Linked DNA regions of Sus scrofa: region 1 is linked to region 2. The links are chromatin contacts, called in public Hi-C maps. All regions are on one chromosome and are shown on one strand. Each heading gives the region's core, a stretch centred on a gene start, on an enhancer-like site or on the middle of the called end of the contact. The rest is flanking DNA. Distances are from core to core; before and after follow the strand shown. Region 1 has its middle 140 kb from the start of ETAA1. Region 2 has its middle 220 kb from the start of ETAA1.

Region 1 (4,692 bases), core at 1,341-3,840, 81 kb after region 2:
AGAGACTCTCATCCTGAGTGAAGTAAGTCAGAAAGAGAAAGACAAATACCATATGATATCACTTACATCTGGAATCTAATATAGGGCACAAATGAGCCTTTCCACAGAAAAGAAAATCATGGACTTGGAGAATAGACATGTGGTTGCCAAAGGGGAGGGGGAGGGAGGGGGGTGGTTGAGGAGCTTGGGGTTAATAGATACAAACTATTGCCTTTGGAATGGATAGGCAATGAGATCCTGCTGTGTAGCACTGGGAACTCTGTCTAGTCACTTATGATGAAGCATAATAATGTGATAAAATAGAATGTGTACATGTATGTGTAACTGGGTCACCATGCTATACAGTAGAGAAAAAATTGTATTGGGGAAATAACTATTGAAAAATAATAATTAAAAAGATACATCTATTTCTAAAAAAAATAAAAAATAAGTTGAGTATTAGCCAATCAACACCTCACTAAAAAATAAACTTTTTCATTGTCTTTTTTTTTTTTCTTGTCTTTTTTAGGGCTGCACCCACGTCATATAGAAGTTCCCTGGCTATGGGTCAAATTGGAGCTGTAGCCACCAGCCTATGCCACAGCCACAGCCACAACAGATCCCAGCTGTGTCTTCAACCTACACCTCAGCTCATGGCAATGCTAGCTCCTTAACCCATTGAGTGAGGCCAGGAATCGAACCTGCATCCTCATGGACACTAGTCAGATTCATTTCCGCTGAGTCACGAAAGGGAACTCCAACTTTTTGTCACTCAAGTGCTTACAAAAATCAGAGGATAATTTCTCCATATTCTTACTCTTTCTTTTTTCAGTTATAAGCTTCTTTTAAACCTTTGTTTAATCTTCAATTTCAAATCCACAAAGTAATGGCTGATGATACATTTAATACATTTGATATTTTCTTTGGGCATACAAGTCTTTAGAATTATCTGGCTAAGCCAGAAGCTTTCAGTCTTGGCTGAGTGTTAGAATTACTTAGGAGAGCTTCCAAAGAGCCTGATACCAAGACCACACCTAAGACTAGTTAAATTTGAATTGCTGTGGTTGGTATCTAGGTGATTACAATGAGCATCCAAGGTTGAATCCACTAATTTAAAGACTTCTTGCATGGACTTTCCCTATATATTCATTTTACCTGTGTCCTGCTCTGGCATCTACTCATGTGGCTACAACGATGAATCGACCAATTCAACAACCCTTTCCAAGTGCCATCTCATCTCTAGCCTCTAATATAGAGGCTAAAGAAGCTAAATAGTATCTTCTCTGGACCTCCTTGAAGATGGAAGAGCTATCTGATGTTGTTCTGTCCAATGACCAGAAAGTGATGGTCTGATGAGGACTTCTGGGAAGCCCATACCTCAAGGTGTTTCTGATACTTAATTCATGTAGTTGGATTTTTCACTTTTCACCTGAATGGTTGTATTTATTTAAATATTTCCCTAGATGTAGATTGAGCATATGACCTGAAACGAAATAATTTGAATGGAAAAATCAAAGAATAATTTGATCCCTTCTTATCAGTGCTTTAGTCTTTCTGTGTTTCCTCCTGGAGACCTTGAGATTTATGACAAAAGTGTCCTACAGAGAAGGTAAAGGCTAAAGAATTTGAGAAACCTCAGGATTTCTTTGAAATTCTGCAGGGTGGCAGTGGTGATGAAATGATTCTCCCTCTAAAATGCTTATCAGGTATGATTTCTGTTTGACATATGATATATATAGGGAGAAACTGAGGGGTTATAGGTAATATTGAGTCTCAAAGTAACAAATACTGAATCTCAGCCTGTATATTTATAACGTGTGTGTGTGTGTGTGTGTGAGAGAGAGAGAGAGAGATGTTTGCTATGGTTTTTGTGTGTAACTTTTTATCCAAGTACAGCGTACACACAAAAAAAGCACACCTAGGGTAAAGAAGATCTCAGAATTTTTATAAACAAACACATTTTTAAACCTAACGCTCAAGTTAAGAAAGAGAACATTACCAGGACCTTGTGAAGCCCCTTGTCCTCTCTTCTCCTGACTCCCTTGTTGACCAAGGATAACCACAAAGCTATCATTTATTTTTTTAAAACCAACAAACATGGAGAAGCACAAGGTCACCTCTTCTGTTTTCACTTGCTCTCTCTTAAGATGGGGAAGTCAGACCTCTCCCAGGGCACATTTAATTATGGGAAAACGAAAAGAAAGAAATAAAATCCAGACCCACAAGGCAAAGATTTAAGTTGGCATCGCTCTCCATATAATTGCGATACCAGCAGACACTCCATAAACATATCAGCATTGTGAAAATGATTTATCAGCCAAAGAGTTGAATGTAAAATATTATCAATACAGGTGTCATCATTGATCTTTCTTGGGTCTCACCGCTGAAGAATGGGGCCGCTAGATGATTTCAACAAACAATCCTTGACAGGAAACCAAAGGCAACAAGGCACAGGGACAGACAGCTGACAAATGCAGTACCGGGCCATTAAAGCATGTGATGAATTTGCCAGGAAAGTATATATTTGTGCAAGAGGTGAGCTCATATCTCCCATAAATTTGTCAGCCGTGACACAGTGTTCTTCGGCTTGGCATGAGTAATGCCTTGCTATTTGCTGCCTTTGTCTGGCAAAAGCTCTATCAGTCACTCCAGGGTTATTTACAAAGAAACGTGTCTATCAGTTACAAGGACATGACTTTGCCGCTAAAAGATAACAAAAGAGGAAATCAGGCAGTGGCCGCTCTGCGCGGGATGCGTCTTTTCCAGACAAGCTCTGGGCGGGAATGAATCAGATGGACGGCAATTGGCCGGGCTGGCCCTGTGCCTGGCATGACCAGCCTTAGTACATTTATCCGCACTGATTAGATTAGAAATTATTAATAGGGGGCTACGGAGGAGAGCAAAAGGTCATTTAGAGTTTAATTCTGTTCTCAGATAACTTCATTTCAGCTGATGGGATTGTTATTGTAGGGGTTTTATATGTTTATAGGAAACAATATACTCAATAATGAAGTCTTGCCTCCTTCTGCAAGGTCAGGAAAGCTATTGTGTAGCTAGATTGAAGTCTTTACAATTGTGTTAATTAAGTAACAGTGATTGGGCTTGGTCTCCTCTTGAAATGCATTTAAGGGCCTAAAAGCTGCTGAGAGTGTATTCTTTCAATATAAATATATATAGGAAAGCAAGTGCGACCGGAAAGCAGCCTGCGATTGAGTAAACAGAAGAGCTGACACGAAGCTTTTACTTACGGCAGCCAGGAGCCCGGTTGGCATATGTAACTTCTTGCCACATAAATACACGTGTCCTGTCAGCTGAGGATTAAACCTAACAGGTTCTGTTTTCTTTACTCAATTCTTGGTGAATCTGAAAGATGCAGTTATAGAATTTGATGTTGACGGTACATTCCATCTCCTCAGCCACTGTACTCCCTCCCAGGCCTGTCTGTTTGAGGTTGATGATCAGTGTGCAGTAATAGCCATGCTCTTCTGGGATAAAGGGCCGTTTCCTTGGTCTTGTCTAATAGACCAGGGCCATTAGTGACAGAGAGCTCAGCTCTGTCCCCACTGTGAGTCCCTTTGGAGGGTTTATAGCCCAAACATTGACATATGCTGAAGGTGATTGCAATTGTGTTTGTTCTGAGATACAACATCCCTTGTAAATGGAGAAAAAAGATCTTCAATAACTTGAAATGTAGGGTTCGTTACTGAACACAAGTCCATGTAGCTGATGCACAGTGAGGCTCAAGCTGAAATGTCAGAGTTTGGAGCAGAGAAATGTTTATTGTAGGGCCATGTAAGGAGAACTGTTGGCTTGTGCCCCACAGCCCCTGAATTTCCTAAAGGGTTTCAGCAAAGCCTTTTGAAAGACAAGGTAAGGGAGGGAGGGGTGTGGTTGGTTGCTGCAAATGTCTTAGTGTCAGAATCCTTTGTTCTTGCAGCTGTTCATGAAGGTCAGGTCATGATGTTCCTGTAAACCTCCAATAAGACAAATGTTATTCTCTGTTCTGGGATTTTTTCTCTCTCTGTGAATGGAAAAGTGCTATATCCTTAAGGGGCAGAGCCTTGAGAATGGCTATCATGTATATTTCAGGCCATAGGCAACATTCTTAACATGGAGCAAAGGCAATAGAACACAAAGGTTAAAGTAAAAGAACCAGATCTGACATGGAGTCAGGTTTGTTCTTCTCTATTGCAGGTTTCTTCTAGTAGTTCATTGTCCTATTACTTAAAAACCACAGAAGACGTTTGGGTTCTATTTGTAAAGAAAATAACTTCCATTTGGCTCCAGATATAGCATATGCGGGAAACTTTGAAGCACAACTTGGTGACTGGTGATTGAGTCTTGTCTTTCACAACTCGCCCACAAACACCTTTATCCATATGTAAGAAAGCCACCATCCCCAGCTAGAACTTGGTTTTCCTATTGACTAGAAATCATATTTTCATTAATATAAGTTTTTTTTTTTTTTAAATACCCATAAAGGCATTTGTTCTTGACTAGGAGTGGTTTTTGTTCCCCAGGGGACATTTAGCAATGTCTGGAGACATTTTTTATCATAACAGCTAGGGTGGACAGTGCTAAGGTCATCTGGTGGGGAGAAGTCAGGGATTCTGCTAAACAGGCTCCAACCCAGTAGCACCAGCAAAGAATCATTTGGCCCCAGATGTCAAGTGCCAACATTGAGGAACCCAGCTTGAAACACCTTCAGAATCA
Region 2 (4,651 bases), core at 1,022-3,521:
TATCAGCCATTTTAATTTTAGCTGTTCTGGTGGGAGTATGGTGGCTGGGGGTCTCTTTGTGGTTTTTTGTGAAGGAGTGGGAGGGGTTGTTCCTGATGGTGCTTATCCGATTGTGTTGTTGATTATACAGTTTGGTTTTAAAAGTTTGATGTTCAGGCGTCCTCATTTTCATTCCCTTTTTCCAATACCACATTATTATTATTATTATTTTTCCCCTTGCAATACCCTCAAGAGCAGTATAAAAGCCAAGCAGGCTGATATGACCTCATCAGTTCACTGTCTTTCAGGAATGTGAGATTTCATTTCTTATAGGGTGACCCTATCCAAGATATAAAGGAAAATAGAAAACAGGGCTTAGAACTTGAAAGAGAAAATTTGGGTTAGGCTCTGGCTTAATGCAGTTTCCACTCTTGGAGCCAAAAGCCCTTCTAGTCAATGCACAAAGGGCGTTGCTGGAGCGGGGACAGTTGGTTTCATTACATGCTCATTGTACCACTGCATCAGGGTGTCTAGGACTTTGCCCCAACGATGAAATTAAGGGTGTTATGCTTCATTTCCTGTTTTGGAAAACAGTCTTTGGCTTAAAAAAAAAAAAGGCTAATTGCATATTGTTTTTAAAAAATGCTTTGATAATTCATCACATCATAATTAAACTAATTCGAATACTATTATTTTCCAGCAGCTTTAATGACGTCTTCCCCTTGGCAGAGAACCCGTGAGACCCCCAAATATTGCCATTTGTTACAAGATGGAGAAACTCTGATGACAAATGACTCTATTCAGCTGCATTTCGCTTAATAAGATTTATGCATTAATTGAGTTAGACTTTGTTCCCTTGAGTTCGGCAGACTTCTGAAGTTTTCCGATTTTCTACTGTGTCTCTCCTGCTCCCCACCCCCCTCTTCTCCGCGGAGAATTCTCGGCGTCTGAGTTAGAATAGGTGGAAACATTCTCCGCTTCCAGCGGAGGCTCCCCAGCTTGGTTGGAATGCTTGTCTGGTTGTAATAGAGCCTGCTTTTCGGCCAGCAACTCTTAAAATAGCTCCCTGGCTTATGAAGCAGAAAATAGAAGTTTGGGCAGACCCGTGTTGCCTTTCAGGATGTTTCTGACTGCTTGCTTTGGGGGGCACTGTTGCTCCAGCTTGAGAACCTCAGCGTGGCCCCCGTGAGTGATAGCTCTCCATTGCACAATTTTGTATCTACAGTCCTTGTCAAGTAATCATTACGAATGTTTCGTGAGGAAGGAGTTGGCTCGGAGCAGAGGTCTGGCCTCTCTCTCGGCAGAAGTGAGGGGCTGAAGGGAGGGCATTGGTCTGCCCGCGCCCCGTGGTAAAATTTTCCCCTTTGACAGTGTAATTAAGTGCTAATTAACCAAATGAGTGTAAATGTTGAAGGCTGAGATAAATATCTACATGTCCTTAATCTATTTTTCCCTTCGAAAATTTGATAAAGGAAATTTGGATTTAATGGGGGATATATGTCAAATTTTTTTTCTTTCTTTCTCTCTCTTTTTTTTTTTTTTTTTTTTTTTTAAGGTTGCAAATCTGTTTAGAGGGAACTCAGATCTACTGGTTTGGATTTCTCCAGGAAAAGTTCCCAAGGTATCAAGAGAGAAGCGGGACCATAAAATGCGGATACACTATTGCAATAATTATGTTAAGAAGGCTTAGTGGAGCTACCTTTTGGAAACATCTGGTTTGTTTCTTCTCTTTCCACATCCTGCAGATGCTGCGGAGGCCATGAAACATACCAACATTAGCTCACCAAGTCTTTCTGCTGAAGAAAGCAGAGAGTAGCCTCTTAACTTTTGAAAAAATCTAGTTAGGAAAGAATTCTGCTTTCAGAGCAGGCAGAGATTAGGCCAATAATTGAGAGGGGCCCAGGGCCTTCTAAAAGTGTCAATAGTGATCTGTTTTTGCCAAAGGGAGGCTTTGTGGAGGGGCGGCCAGAGTAATAAATGGGAATCTTTGTAATTCAAGTACGTTCTCATTACCTTCCTTGGTTAGTGATTAAAAATGGGGCTGAGGAAGGGCTGGGGAATCCACTCCCTCTGCCAGCCCGCCTTGGAGCGAAAGGTTCTTAAGCCCATGCCACTTGGCTTCTCCTCCTGGCCTCTGGAGTTCCATGTGAAACTCAGTGGCAGGTAGACTGCTCGAGTGGCCAAGGCAGGCGCCCTGGGAAGGGGGATGCATAATTGAGGGACCATCTGTGGCATGGGGCTGATGACAGCTGCGTGATGTCCTGACACTGCTGTGTCAACACCCTGGGCAGGCAGGAAAAGACAGGGGCAGGCACATGTATGCTGAGCCTCTGGGAGAACAGACGCAGGCATCCCTGAGGGGGAGGGCCTGGGGAGTTTTGAGTTTATTAAATAGGAGTTGGTTGCCTATGAGATTAACACCCTGAAATAAATGCAAAGTTAAGAAATATTTTGGCCTCCAGCCCACTTGGCAGGAGGATTAGGAACCTGGAATGGTCAGAAGGACAAAGCCTTAAAGGGCCAATGTCACATTTTGTTTCTGGCCAGCTGTGATCTCTAAATTTCCCTATCATTTACATCACTCTTTTGGGTTACGGCATCACGTGATGTGTTCAGAAGACCCACCCACCCCATTAAAATGTGTAACAGATGTTTTTCCAGCCACCAGCCTGGCAGACAAGAAGGATGCATTCATCTAAACCCATCTATGAGAACCTAGTATTTCTCAGGTTCGACTCTGAATTGTTGAACTCCAGGTACTGACATCCAGTCCTATTTGCCCTGTTTCCACTGGGGCAAAAAGGAGAAATCTCTGGGATGGCTCAGAAAAGAATCTTGCATGTTCTTCTAGGGTTTCTGGCTTCCTTCAGGTCACCGAAGGGGGTTTCTACAACTTGAGCCAAAGCCTTCCATTTCATCAGCATTTTCACATATGTTTCCACCAGGCACCCAGCTCCTGGCAGACTATTTACCCGACCGCTAGGTCAGGAGAGATCTCTGGGTGAAATCATGTAAGAGCTCTGCCTCCTCCTCGTGGAATGATTTGAGATTCCCTCTAACTGCGCCCCCTCCTCCAAAGGGTTATGCCTTCTTCTTCTGTTCTGCAGCTGGTGAGTTTCTGCTTTTAATTCTTCAACTGTATTTCCCTCTGCTCAGTGGACAGATTAAACCCAATATAATCAGTTTTTAAACCTCTTTAGGAACTTTTGACACTAAAGTAAATGCGTTTCTTAAGGAAAGAGGTTTAGCGTCATGGTCATTATTGTCATAATAATTTTTAACATTTATACCACATTTTAGGGTGAATGGCATGCTTTCCTCTCTATTATTTCTGCTGAGCCTTAAAGCAATGCTGATACAAGCAAGGTGTAAATTACAATGTTGAGGTTACAAGTGAAGAAATCAATGCTTACAGAAAGTAGAGCACTTCATTCAAGGTCATGCAGCCATGACCTGGGCTTCAACCCATTTTAAGTTCTAAGCTCAATGACTTAGAGCTTAGAACTCAGAGCATAGTGAGCCCTTATTAATAGTTTAACATGGTAGGAACTTAAAAAGATAGTCCATAGAATGGGAATGTTTTTGTAGGGCAGAGCAAGTGTGCCAAGAATGTGAGAAAGTAGGGGATTCAGACAGAAATAGAGATGTGAAGTGTAGAGCTAGTTTTTCCTGAAGTGTGTGTTGCAAGATTTCAATAGCTATATTGTCAGGAAAGGAGTTCCATAGCCAAAGAAGCCTGATAAATATTAAATTAAGAGAAGTCATGAAAATTCCTTGATGACAGCAGTCTTGGAGACTTTGACACATATCACGAATTGCCAAGGCAGGGATCAGATGTGCTATGAGCATTTGCAGAGATGTTTGACATAGGCCCCCTGCCTTTTTTTTACTGTTATTTCCCCAACATAATTTGTTTTTTCCACTGTACAGCATGGGGACCTGAGTTACCCATACATGTATACATACTTTTTTCTCCCATTATCATGCTCCGTTGTAAGAACCTAGACATCGTTTCAGTGCTACACAGCAGGATCTCATTGTTAATCCATTCCAAAAGCAATAGTTTGCATCCCTTAACTCCAAGCTCCCCTTCTTGACTGAAGCATCTCATGAGAACATCCGCATGAGATGGTCAGAAACAAGTGGTCAGAAACACCATCATGTACTTACCTAAGAAGAAGGTGAGTCAGCCAAAGGGGGGATGGTTGAGAGCTGTTCATATGTCAGAAAAAGATCTAGACATTATGTGTATTCTGCTATCTAATCACTGAATCAAAGCCTTTGATCACCTAATTTGGTAGGTTTTATGTTAAGGCCCTAAAAGGGATAAAACTGGCATGTCAGTATTCCAGATGCAAGATTTTTTTGGAAGAGAAACCAGCAAGACTGAGGGAGGTGACAGTTGAGTGAGGAGACCACATAGGAAGAAGGTGTGGGAGGACGGGTTCTCATCTTGAATGTCACTAACTAGTCTTAGGTGTGTGAGTTTGGTCAAGTCACTGTGCCATCTGGATTCTGGTTCCCTCAACTGTAAAACAAGCAGAATAGACTAAGTGGTTTCTTTTCAAAATTTAATAATTCTATAAGTAAAAGTTGTATGTTAAAGAGGGAGATAATGGCTATGTAAGGTGTTGATGGACTGGGGAGTCATTTTCTTTCAGAATGCTATGAG

What was found. A called contact is a pair of places that touch in the nucleus more often than the background predicts.
Region 1: a Hi-C map of heart right ventricle shows a contact between it and region 2, with 4 times the contacts expected there. The contact joins two enhancer-like sites. A contact is called at or near these places in 4 of 47 Hi-C or Micro-C datasets (embryonic fibroblasts, fetal heart ventricle, fibroblasts and 1 more).

What each region holds. Positions count from the first base shown.
Region 1 is chr3:74,589,786-74,594,477 of Sscrofa11.1, forward strand. No RefSeq gene overlaps it. Among named protein-coding and RNA genes, the nearest start is that of ETAA1, 140 kb to the right of the region's middle. Within about 2 kb of position 2,591, at least 6 of the 83 cell types and tissues checked have an H3K27ac peak or open chromatin away from gene starts, as enhancers often do.
Region 2 is chr3:74,509,535-74,514,185 of Sscrofa11.1, forward strand. No RefSeq gene overlaps it. Among named protein-coding and RNA genes, the nearest start is that of ETAA1, 220 kb to the right of the region's middle. Within about 2 kb of position 2,272, at least 26 of the 83 cell types and tissues checked have an H3K27ac peak or open chromatin away from gene starts, as enhancers often do.